Linked DNA regions of Pan troglodytes: region 1 is linked to region 2. The links are chromatin contacts, called in public Hi-C maps. All regions are on one chromosome and are shown on one strand. The core of a region is the stretch at or near the end of the contact, and the rest is flanking DNA. Distances in the headings are between cores, read along the strand shown. Region 1 holds the start of NSA2 (NSA2 ribosome biogenesis factor). Region 2 has its middle 38 kb from the start of FAM169A.

Region 1 (6,576 bases), core at 3,765-6,264, 140 kb after region 2:
CTACAAAAAAATACAAAAAAATTAGCCGGGCGTGGTAGCGGGCACCTATAGTCCCAGCTACTCGGGAGGCTGAGGCAGGAGAATGGCGAGAACCCGGGAGGCGGAGCTTGCAGTGAGCCGAGATCGTGCCACTGCACTCCCGCCTGGGCTACAGAGGGAGACTCCGTCCCAAAAAAAAAAAAAAAAAATTACTCAGGTTGAACACTAGGATTTTGGCATGTTGCAACTTTCCTCTCTCTGATACTTGGTTTTTTTGAGGCTGTGTATCTAACTGGGAGAATAGTTCAGTCTCTTTGAAGGGATTTTGCAAAAATATATCTTCAACTATGTTTCTCCCCAGGGGTGGGGAAGTTTGGGGTCACATTACTATTGCTGCCTTCAACAGAAATTAAGCTATATTAAGTTATCTTCCTTTTTTCAAAGATTTTCTTTTTTTTTCTTTTGAGACAGAATCTTGCTCTGTCCCCCAGGCTGGAGTGCAGTGGCATGATCTCCACTCACTGCAAGCTCTGCCTCCCAGGTTCACGCCATTCTCCTGCCTCAGCCTCCCAGGTAGCTGGGACTACAGGCGCCCGCCACCATGCCCGGCTAATTTCTTGTATTTTTTTTTTTTAGTAGAGATGGGGTTTCACAGTGTTAGCCAGGATGGTCTTGATCTCCTCACCTCGTGATGTGCCTGCATCAGGCCTCCCAAAGTGCTGGGATTACAGGCGTGAGCCACCGCGCCCGGCTTTTCAATGATTTTCAAGAGCATTTAGATACTTTCCTTATCAAACTGGAATTGACTCTTATAAAACAGTCCTACTCAGGTTTTCGAACTGCTGTCAAAGACAAGAAGTGTTTTGAGACCTAGACAATATCAGGCATATTGTAGATCACTAGTTCAATGAGGAAAATATGACTGTGGAAAATGAAGATTCTAATATGTCATGTTTAAAAGTCAGAATTCACTGACAATGTCTTATGATACTACTTTTTCAAATCTCTCACGAAGCTGAAAAGATTTTTTGTTTTTTTGAGACGGATTTTTGCTCTTCTTGCCCAGGCTGGAGTGCAATGGCGTGATCTCAGCTCACTGCAACCTCCGCCTCCCAGGTTCAAGCGATTCTCCTGCCTCAGCCTCCCTAGTAGCTGGGATTACAGGCGCCCGCCACCACGCCCAGCTTATTTTTTGTATTTTTTAGTACAGATAGGGTTCCACTACATTGGCCAGGCTGGTCTTGAACTCCTAACTTCAGGTGATCCACCCACCTCAACCTCCCAAAGTGCTGGGATTACAGGTGTGAGCCACCGCACTGGGCTAAAGATTTTTGACTAGTGGAAAAAGTACTAAATAACTTCTGTCAATAACTTAAAATAACAGAAATTGCATAAAAATATCTTTCAACCTGTTCCACATCAATTTAAAGAATTTCAGGAAATGATAATGTTCTTTATCCGATTTAACAAAGTGAACTAATATTTCGGTCATTACACTCTTCCAAGGACTTACCATTGGCCTGATGAATCTTTCATATTTAGGTGGTTTTCTTGTAAAGCCATCTCCAACAAAGCACACTTTAGTAACCATTCTCTTCCATGCCTTCTTCTTTCTCTTTCCTGTTCGAATAACTTTTAATACTTCTGTTTCTCCCTGGGCACGTACTTTAGGCAGAGGGACTTCCCATTTTCCCTAAAAATATGCCACAGTTAAAAGTTTATATTGTTATTAAAGGACAATGAGAATAAGTCAAATATGTTTTAGTTGTACAAAGTAATAGATCTATTTTTTTTGCTTGACCATCAACACATTTTTGGCTCAACCGTCTTCTAGAGGTCTGTATTGTCTCATAAGCTGCAAATTAAACAGAACAAGTTTATATATCATGGGTATGTTAAATAAATGGTTGGCTTAAGCTAAAAATCTTAATGCTGTGTTATGGGTAAGAAACCTGTAATGTGGTGGTGATTTTTTTTTGTTTGTTTTTAGATGGAGTCTCGCTCTGTTGCTCAGGCTGGAGTGCAGTGGTACAATCTTGGCTCACTGTGCAGCCTCCGCCTCCTGGGTACAAGCAATTCTCCTGTCTTAGCCTCCCGAGTAGCTGGGACTACAGACACACACCACCACACCCAGCTAATTTTTGTATTTTTAGTAGAGGTGGGGTTTCACCACATTGGTCAGGCTGGTCTTGAACTCCTGACCTCAGGTGATCCACCTGCCTTGGCTTCCCAAAGTGCTGGGATTACAGGCGTGAGTCACGGTGCCCAGCCGATAGTGACTTCTATAAGCAGTATATGTGTTTACTAATGTTTAATAGCATAACACTGGAAGAGTGTTTCCACCTCTTAATATGTCTCTGTATTTCTTCCCGAGATGGATCTGTAATCACTAGCAAGACAAAATCCTCACCAGATGTTTTATGCCTCCCTTGAGTGCAAATTCTATGAAAAAACTGAAATAGTGTAAGGCAGTAAAAATAATTCTTTAAATATAAATACTGCATATTCTTTTATCTGGATTTCTGCTAATCTATTTACAGGTGTTTTAAAAAGCCACATTTTTTGTGACAACTCAGGGAGTTTTCCACCATTCTACTTTTTAACCAAGTTTGGCACTACAGGGCAGCACAAATAAGAAGCATTTGTATTTTTCTTTATGACTGCATAGCACTGTGGGTTTTCAAACAGGAAGACAAATATTGAATTTGAAATTCACTCCTTACCAGCTTTTAAATTTCATATGGCATTCTAATAAATTTTTTTTAAAACTTAAATTTTAAAACCTTATGATGAGAAAGCAAGTTTTTAATTAAATTTACAAAGACTTCAACATCTAAATAATGGGAATAACAGCTGTACTTCATGTTTGAAATTAAACCGAGAAACAAGAACCTCAAATTTGAATTTAAGTAATTCTCCTAAACAAAACAAAGACTTGAATTGTTATTGCTTACCGCCTTCTCTTTTCTTTTCTGTTTAATCATATTGGAAAGTACTTTAGCTCGAGATTGTCCCTCTCTGTCCAGCAGATAGGCAGGTACTGCTCCCTGTGGTGTCTTTTCATCATTCTTTTGTTTGGTGTTTCTCTTTTCATGCATCTTGATACTACCAAGAAGGAAAAAAGATTCAAGATTATCTGTTTTAATAATGATTACTCAAAAGATGTTAACTTGTTATGACAAATAAATGAGACCACTTACGTCTTTTTCATTTGTATTTTCTCAGCATGACGCTGTTTATGGTAAAGCTTAGCCTTCAGACCAATCATTTTCTTTGCCTTCTTTGAACGTTCATGAGCCTCTCGACTTTCCTTCTTTCTCTTTTTCTCATGGTAATCCAAACGGTATCCATAGCGTTTACGGTGTAATTCAATATATTCATTCTGTGGCTATAATGATGGAAGAAATATTATTTTAATTTTTTAAAGTACTGACAATCATTCTAAAATGCTTTCTTTTACATAGCACAAAGACCCTGTTTCATCCAAATGTTCACTTACTTAAATGATTCTTGCACCATTAAGTTTATTCACATGATGTAAGTTAAATTTTGGTCTTGAATGATATGAGGCATCAGGACTTACATCTCTAATAATCTCATTAGGGAGTGGTCCAAAATCTACTGGACCACAAAAGGGATGAACTGATTACAGTATCTTTTTTCCTTGACATAATTTGCTTTTTTAATAACACCTTCATTTCACATTTAAAAAATTTAAGTCAGTTTTATTGAAGCATAATTTACACACAGTAAAACCTGTCCTTTTTAGGTATACAGTTCTAAGTTTTTCCTAACTACACAGTTCTGTAACCACCACAATCAAAATACAGAGAATTTCCATTTCCCCCTAAAATTCCCTATGTAACTTTTAAGTCAATCCTCTTTCCCAACTCTCAGTTTGATACCTATCCCTACAGTTTCGCCTTTCCCAGACTGAAACAGGGATCAACAGTAGTACATAGCCTTTTGAATCTGGTTTCTTGCTTTTGGGATTCACCCAATTTGCTGCAGGTATAGGAACTTCAATCCTTTTTATTGTTGAGTAGTATGCTATTGTATGGATACACCACTGTTTACCCGCTGACCAGATGATAGGTATCAGGGTTGTTCCCAGTTTTGGGTGATTACGAATAAATCTGCAATAAACAACTGCATGCAAGTCTTCATGTGGACGTGTGTTTACTGCCAGACCGTTTTCCAAAAGTGCATTATTTTTCTTTTCACCAGCAATGTATGGGATGCTTTTTGCATTTTAGACACGTTTTAAACACGCGGCCAGGCGTGAGTCTATTCGTATTTTAAGGCTGCAAAAATAAAAATGATACAAAGCCAAGTCCAGCACAGAGAGCAATGTTAAGTAACAACCAACAAGGTGTGCTGCTACCAACTGCTATCACATAAACTTTGCAGCCATCACATGAAGGGTGTATGGAATGCCATTTTGCAAAGAAACGCAGATTATAGAGACGTAACAGAAAGAGAAAGGACCTGGCAGTTAGATCTGGGCCGTTAAGCCCGGCTTCGCAATTCATTAGCTGTCTGGTCTTTGGCAAGGACGCCTTCAGTTTCCTCAGCAGTAAAATGAAGGGAGCGGGACTGACATCTAAGATTGTACAAGGCACAACCATATTCCCATTAGGCTCTGGGGCTGATAACCACGCTTGTGGTGAAATCAGGAATTTTTAGGACTCTTAGCGGTGGATCAAAAAGAAAAAAGAAAACAGGACAGAGTAAAATCTTGCTCCAAAGCTTGTGTTCTGGCAAATACCGTCTGTGTCTCGAATGTGAAGTTGTTTCCACTCCTCAGAGCCCACCCCACGGGTCTACCATCCTTTTCTCTTGGCAGTTCTCATTTCCGCCTACCACCACTCACCCCCTACCCCAGCGCCCCAGAGTCCTCAGGTCCCACTAACTCAGACGCTGTGTGTCGCGAGCGTCCGAGGCATCCTCCTTACCATGGTGACGGCCGCAGAGCCGCCAGGAGCAGCCCCTGGAGTGCGAAAACGCTCTCAATTTTCGGGTCTCAAAGACCCACAAGCCCACGCCACGCAGGCCGGGACAGGAAAGGGTCACCCTTTAAAACGGCCGAGTGAAGAGCAAGAACCACGCAGCGGTTCCGAGCCTCTGTTTTCCGCTTTTAGCTAGGAGGACGGAAGTTGCTGGCAGGCGGCATTTGGCCGGTACACCGCCGGAAGTGTGGAGGTGTGGCTGCCCGAGGCGGTAGAGCGGAGAAAGCCTATTTTCTTTTCGTTTAGATACATTGCCTTTTGCCTAGGCTGGCGTCGAGACTTGAGGCCGTTGCAGACTTTGGCGCGGCTCGCGCCTCCTGCTTCAACAGCCCAGCGGTGAGAGCTGGCCTGCGGCACGCGGCCTAATGCCAGGTGAGTACTGCTCCGAGCTGTGAGACATCGCGCGCCTGTGACCCTGTCACAGCGCTGGGTACCGCTGACCTTTCAGGCTGCGACGGACACAGCCAGCCACGGAGGAGGACAACAGGGCCTCCGGACTCCCCTCGGTGTTCGCTCAGTATGGAAGTTTTTCTCTATCATTCGGCGAAGTCGACTCATCTTTGTTCCGGTCACTCTGTGTAATGTGTGCATGATTGTGAAGGATACTGAGGAATGAAAACTTAGTGTACAGAAAAATGGAACTACTGGGCCTTTGCAGCTGTTAGAAAAGAAGAAGATAACATTCTGGTTTTTTGGAGGTACAGGACTGATTCCAGAAATTTCTGAGGCATTTTGGTGCACCGAATCAAATGCTGAGTGGACTTGTATTTAGTGGCCCCCTAGTGTCAAGAAGTAATTAACTACCAGAAAGTACGTCTACTTAAATACACTGCCAGGTTTACCCTTTTACTGCACAGTTGCAGAAGTTCCCTTAATTACTTCACAGCTTGCAGCGTGATTCAGTTGATGAACAAAAAGAACTGTACCAAAAGAATACTTTCATTAATTCTTAGTGCTTGTATTTGAGGCAGTATTTTGTTTTTGTTTTTATGGGTATTTTGAGACGGCATCTCGCCCAGTCGCCCAGGCTGGAGTGCAGGGGCGCGAGCTCGGCTCACCGCAGCCTCGACCTCCCGGGATCAAGCGATCCTCCGACCTCAGCCTCAAAAGTAGCGAGCTACAGGCTCGCGCCACGAAGCCTGGCTGATTTTTGTAGTTTTTGTAGAGATGAGGTTTCACCGTGTTGCCCAGGCTGGTCTCGAACTCCCGGGTACGAGCGATCCACCCGCCTCGGCCTCCCAAAGTGTGGCTTGAGCCACAGCGCCCGGCTTTGAGGCAGTTTTTGTTTTGTTTTGAGACGGAGTTTCAATCTTGTCGCACAGGCTGGAGTGCAAATGCGCCATCTCGTCTCACTGCAACCTCTGCCTCCCGGGTTCAAGCGATTCCCCTGGTTCAGCCTCCCAAGTAGCTGGAATTATAGGCGCTCGCCACCACACCCAGCTAATATTTTTGTATTTTTAGTAGAGACGGGGTTTCACCATGTTGGTCGGGCTGGTTTCGAACTCCTGACTTCAGGTGATCCACCTGCCTCGGCCTCCCAAAGTGCTGGAATTACAGGCGTGAGCCACCGAGCCCGGCCTTTGAAGCA
Region 2 (6,577 bases), core at 3,029-5,528:
AATTCTATCAGAGATACAAAGAGGAGCTGGTACCATTCCTTTTGAAACTATTCCAAACAATACAAAAAGAGGGAATCCTCCTTAACTCATTTTATGAGGCCAGCATCATCCTGATACCGAAACCTGGCAGAGACATAACAAAAAAAGAAAATTTCAGGCCAATATCCCTGATGAACATTGATGCAAAAATCTTCAAAAAAAAAACTAGCAAACCAAATCCAGCAGCACATCAAAAAGCTTATCCCCCACAATCAAGTTGGCTTCATACTTGGGATGCAAGACTGGTTCAACATACACAAACCAATAAATGTAATCCATCACATAAACAGAACCAATGACAAAAACCACATGATTATCTCAATAGATGCAGAAAAGGCCTTCGACAAAATTCAACAGCCCTTCATGCTAAAAACTCTCAATAAACTAGGTATTGATGGAATGTATCTCAAAATAATAAGAGCTATTTATGACAAACCCACAGCCAATATCATACTGAGTGAGCAAAAACTGGAATCATTCCCTTTGAAAACTGGCACAAGACAGGGATGCCCTCTCTCACCACTCCTATTCAACATAGTGTTGGAAGTTCTGGCCAAGGCAATCAGGCAAGAGAAAGAAATAAAGGGGATTCAATTAGGAAAGAGGAAGTCAAATTGTCTCTGTTTGCAGATGACATGATTGTATATTTAGAAAATCCCATTATCTCTGCCCAAAATCTCCTTAAGCTGATAAGCAACTTCAGCAAAATCTCAGGATACAAAATCAATGTGCAAAAACCACAAGAATTCCTATACCCCAATAACAGACAAACAGAGAGCCAAATTATGAGTGAACTCCCATTCACAATTGCTACAAAGAGAATAAAATACCTAGGAATACAACTTACAAGGGATGTAACTCTTCCCTTGTAAGATGTGAAGGAACTCTTCAAGGAGAATTACAAACCACTGTTCAAGGAAATAAGAGAGGACACAAACAAATGGAAAAACATTCCATGCTCATGGATAGGAAGAATCAATATCATGAAAATGGCCATACTGCCTAAAGTAATTTATAGATTCAATGCTATCCCCATCAAGCTACCACTGGCTGTCTCCACAGAATTAGAGAAAACTACTTTAAATTTCATATAGAACCAAAAAAGAGCCTGCATAGCCAAGAAAATCCTAAGCAAAAAGATCAAAGCTGGAGGCATCATGCTACCTGACTTCAAACTATACTATAAGGCTACAGTAAGGCTGGGCACAGTGGCTCATGCCTGTAATCCCAGCACTTTGGGAGGCCGAGGTGGGCAGATCACGAGGTCAGGAGATCAAGACCATCCTGGCTAACACGGTGAAACCCTGTCTCTACTAAAAATATAAAAAAAGTAGCCGGGCATTGTGTCGGGCGCCTATAGTCCCAGCTACTCGGGAGGCTGAGGCAGGAGAATGGCGTGAACCCAGGAGGCGGAGCTTGCAGTGAGCCAAGATCGTGCCACTGCACTCCAGCCTGGGCGACAGAGCGAGACTCTGTCGCAAAAAAAAAAAAAAAAAAAAAAAAAAAAAAGTCTGCAGTAACAAAAATAGCATGGTACTGGTACCAAAACAGATATATAGACCAATGGAATAGAACAGGGGCCTCAGAGAAAACATCACACATCTATAACCATCTGATCTTTGACAAACCTGACAGAAACAACCAATAGGGAAAGGATTCCCTATTTAATAAATGGTGTTGGGAAAACTGGCTAGCCATATGCAGAAACCTGAAACTGGATCCCTTCCTTACATCTTATACAAAAATTAACTCAAGATGGATTAAAGACTTAAGCACAAGGCCTAAAACCATGAAAACCCTAGAAGAGGGGCTGGGCATGGTGGCTCATGCCTGTAATCCCAGCACTTTGGGAGGCCAAGGTGGGCGGATCACCTGAGGTCGGGAGTTCGAGACCAGCCTGACCAACATGGAGAAACCCCGTCTCTACTAAACATACAAAAAAAATAGCTGGGCATGGTGGCACATGCCTGTAATCCCAGCTACTCAGGAAGTGGGAGGCTGAGCCAGGAGAATCGCTTGAACCTGGGAGGTGGAGGTTGCGGTGAGCCAAGATCGCGCCACTGCACTCCAGTCTGGGCAACAAGAGCGAAACTCGGTCTCAAAAAAAAAAAAAAAGAAAATCCTAGAAGAAAACCTGGGCAATACCATTCAGCACATAGGCATGGGCAAAGACTTCATGGTGAAAACACCAAAAGCAATAGCAACAAAAGCCAAAATTGACAAACGGGATCTAATTTAAGAGCTTCTGCACAGCAAAAGAAACTATCATCAGAGTGAACAGGCAACCTACAGAATGGGAGAAAATTTTTACAATCTATCCATCTGACAAAGGGCTAATATCCAGAATCGACGAAGAACTTAAACAAATTCACAAGAAGAAAACAAACAACCCCATCAAAAAGTGGGCGAAGGATATGAACAGACATTTCTCTAAAGAAGACATTTATGCAGCCAACAAACATATGAAAAATACCTCATCATCACTGGTCATTAGAGAAATGCAAATCAAAACCACAATGAGATACCATCTCACTCCAGTTAGAATGGCAATCATCAGAAAGTCAGGAAACAACAGATGCTAGAGAGGATGTGGAGAAATAGGAATGTTTTTACACTGTTGGTGGGAGTATAAATTAGTTCAACCATTGTGGAAGACAGTGTGGTGATTACTTAAGGATCTAGAACTAGAAATACCATTCGACCCAGCAATCCCATTACTGGGTATATACCCAAAGGATTATAAATTATTCTACTGTAAAGACACATGCACACATATGTTTATTGCGGCACAGTTCACAATAGCAAAGACTTGGAATCAACCCAAATGCCTATCAATGATAGACTGGATAAAGAAAATGTGGCACATATACACCATGGAATACTATGCAGCCATAAAAAAGGATGAGTTCATGTCCTTTGCAGGGCCATGGATGAAGGTGGAAACCATCATTCTCAGCAAACTAACAGGAACAGAAAACCAAACACCGCAGGTTTTCACTCATAAGTGGGAGTTGAACAAAGAACACATGGACACGGGAGTGGGCATCACACACCAGGGCCTGCTGGGGGATGGGAGGCTAGGGGGTGGATAGCGTTAGGAGAAATGCCTAATGTAGATTACAGGTTGGCCGGGCATGGTGGCTCATGCCTGTAATCCCAGCACTTTGGGAGGCCAAGGCGGGCGAATCATGAGGTCAGGAGTTCAAGACCAGCCTCACCAATATGGTGAAACCCCGTCTTTACTAAAAATACAGAAATTAGCTGGGTGTGGTGGTGTGTGCCTGTAATCCCAGCTACTCGGGAGGCCGAGGCAGGAGAATCACTTGAACCCGGGAGGTGGAGGTTGCAGTTGAGCCGAGGTTGTGCCACTGCACTCCAGCCTGGGCAACAGAGTGAGACTCCATCTCAAAAAAAAAAAAAATTTACAGGTTGTTGGGTGCAGCAAACCACCATGGCACACATGTAGCTATGTAACAAACCTGCACATTCTGCACATGTACCCCAGAACTTAAAGTATAATTAAAAAGAAAATCTTAAAAAAAAAAAAGAAACTCACCTATTTTAAGTGTACAATTCAATGATGGTTAACAAACTTACAGACTGTTCATCACTGCAATCCAGTTTTAGAATATTTATGAATATTTGTATAATCCTAAAAAAAACCATCATGCTCGTTAGCAGTCAACCCCTGTTCCCACTGCAGCTCCAAGGCCATCACAAATGTACTCTTTTTTCTCCATAGATTTGTCTTTTCTGAACATTTCTATAAAAGTGATCATACAGTGTGTGGTCTTTTGTGCCTGGTTCCTTTCACTCATAATTATTTTCAGGTTCATCTATGTTTTAGCATTTATAAATAGTTCAGTCCTTTCATTTCTGAATAAGTATTCCATTGTATGGATAGAACACATTTTGTTTCTCTATTCATCATTGGATGGATATGTGGGTGGTTTCCACTTTGTAGTTATTACGTATAATGCTGCTATGAACATTCATGTATAGATTTTTGTATAGAAATATGTTTTCATTTCACTGGGGTAAATACCTAAGAATGAAATTGCTGGATCATATGGTAAACATATTGCTTTAAAATGTTGATTTTATTTTTATCCAGGTATGGAGAGGCCAACAGATCAGGAGATGACTGCTCTTGAAAAGACAGACTGAGACAGTTCCCAGGACAGGAGAGTGTGTGCTCCACCATGCCAGGCCACATGGGGGAGCGGCAGGGTCAGTCGGGACAGCGGGAGCAAGAGCCTTTATTCTGGTTTCCCCAGGAACAGGTGAGGCCAGGTAAGCAGGTTTAGGATTGGCCAATTTGAACTGAACTCTGGGGCATAGAGAATATTTGTAATTATCTGGCACCCAGCCCTGAGGTGATTAGGGCAGGGGAATAGTGGCAAGATGTGTGAGAGCTCAACTGAGGAGGTAATTAGGAAATAGGCTTAGGATTCATTGGTTTGCACATGGAAGATGAGTTGTTTGCTATTTCTAGGTGTTGGCTAGCCCTGGGAGTTGCAGTCTACACAGGATCTGTAAGGCCCCTGATGTCAAAACATCAGAATAAAAAGCCATGTTTAGTACACATGTTTAACTTTTTAAGAAACTGGCAAACTTTTATCCAAAGTAGCTACAACATTTTACTTTGTCTCAGCCATGAAGGAAGGTTCCATTTTCTCTACATCTTCACGAACACTAGTTATTGTCTGTCTTTTCAACTAAAGCCATTCTAGTAGGTGTGAAATGGTAGGCAGCTCATTGTGGTTTTAATTTGCAAATTTGCATTTCCCTAATAACTGATGATGTTAAGCACCTTTTCTTTTCTTCTTTTTTTTATTTTTTTATTTTTTTTAGATGAAGTCTCACTCTGTTGCCCAGGCTGGAGTGCATCGGTGCGATCTCAGCTTACTGGGATCTCCTGGGTTCAAGCAATTCTGCCTCAGCCTCCCGAGTAGCTGGGATTACAGACGTGTACCACCATGACTGGCCAAGCATCTTTTCATATGCTTTTTATCCATTCCTATATCTTCTTTAGTAATGTCTGTTGAAAAATTTGCCCATTTATTTTAACCAGGTTGTTTGTCTTCTTGTTATTGAGTTTTAAGAATTCATTATATGGCCGAGTGTGGTGGCTCACGCCTGTAATCCCAACACTTAAGAGGTGGAGGCGGGCAGATTACTTGAGGTTAGGAGTTCAAGACCAGTCTGGCCAACGTGGTGAAACCCTGTCTCTACTAAAAGCACAAAAATTAGCCGGGCATTCTGGCGTGGGCCTGTAGTTCCAGCTACTGGCGAGGCTGAGGCAGGAGAGTCACTTGAATTCGGGAGGCAGAGGTTGCAGTGAGCCCAAGATCACACCACTGCACTCCAGCTTGGGTGACAGAGCAAGACTCTGTCTCAAAATAAATAAATAAATAAATAAATAAATAAATAAATAAATAAATAAAAAGAGTTCTTTATATATTCTGCAATCAGGTATATCATTTATTTTATCATGGCATAACAGCTAGGTTCCAAGAAAGAGCACTGTAAGAGGCAGAAAGTAGAAGCTATCAGTCCTTGCAGGGCCTGGGCTTAATGACCAGAATGTCCCTTCTGCCACATTCTCTTGATCAGGGCCAGTTACAAGGTCAGCCCAGAGGAGAGGAGAAGGAAACTCCTCTTCTTGTTATCAGGAGCAGAATGCACATACACGAAGAACATGCATTGATGGTGGCCGTCTTTGGAGACTGGCTGCTGCTACCCTTTCAAGTACTTAGAAATTCTAATATTTGTAAGACAGTAAACATATAAGTATGGTGGATGTTAAGTTGTTTTAAATGGTCCAATATAATTTCTAAACTTATTAAAACTCTCTTACAACTCAACTCAAAATTCCAAATCTAAATCAATTACTCATTCATTCTAAATTGGGACCACAAAGCTGGTCTCTTAGATACTCCAATTTGCCAAATTTTCTTAAACACTACAGGGACTTTAAGTACCAAACATATACAGATCATTCTTTTTAGCAGACAGACTGTAAGGTAAGTGCCCGTGATTCCTTATCTCTTGGTATTCATGCTTTGCCACACTCCCTGCCCTTGAGTGTTGGCAGGACTGGTGATGGGATGTCAGTCCCTTGATCAGGTTGTATTATATGGAAAAGATGATGGGATGTCACTCCTGTGATTATGTTATGTTACGTTTGTTTTGTTGTTATGTTATGTTATGTTATGTTATGTTATGTTATGTTATGTTATGTTATGTTATATGAGACTCTGTTTCAGCAGACAGAAGTGAAATGCTCCTTGTGGGCCTGATGGAATAAGCAGGCATGTTGGAGAAGCCTGTGTGGTAAGGAACTGCGGACTCTTCTAGGAACCTGTGGATGCCTCTAGAACCTGATACAGGCCTCCAGCCAACAGCCAGCAAAAAGCCAGGGTCCTCAGCTGCAAAACAGCAAGGAATTGATTTCTGCTAACAACCTGAATGAGCTGGGAAGTGAATTTTCCCTCAGTTGAGCCTCTAGATCAAAATACAACCAGTAACTCGAGCA

What was found. A called contact is a pair of places that touch in the nucleus more often than the background predicts.
Region 1: a contact with region 2 is called in a Hi-C map of induced pluripotent stem cells, with 2.4 times the contacts expected there. The contact joins the promoter of NSA2 here to the enhancer-like site in region 2. A contact is called at or near these places in 1 of 7 Hi-C or Micro-C datasets (induced pluripotent stem cells) and 1 of 1 datasets of contacts at active chromatin or transcription factors (stem cell-derived excitatory neurons).

What each region holds. Positions count from the first base shown.
Region 1 is chr4:41,282,031-41,288,606 of NHGRI_mPanTro3-v2.0_pri, forward strand. NSA2 (NSA2 ribosome biogenesis factor) reads right to left here and starts at 5,015. Exons shown (of 6, transcript NM_001246638.2): 1 at 4,935-5,015; 2 at 3,180-3,367; 3 at 2,934-3,084; 4 at 1,493-1,672. The coding sequence starts at 4,937. GFM2 (GTP dependent ribosome recycling factor mitochondrial 2) reads left to right here and starts at 5,144. Exons shown (of 21, transcript XM_001150063.6): 1 at 5,144-5,360.
Region 2 is chr4:41,145,238-41,151,814 of NHGRI_mPanTro3-v2.0_pri, forward strand. No RefSeq gene overlaps it. Among named protein-coding and RNA genes, the nearest start is that of FAM169A, 38 kb to the right of the region's middle. Within about 2 kb of position 4,279, at least 1 of the 24 cell types and tissues checked has an H3K27ac peak or open chromatin away from gene starts, as enhancers often do. A contact at or near this core is called in induced pluripotent stem cells, where this site is marked.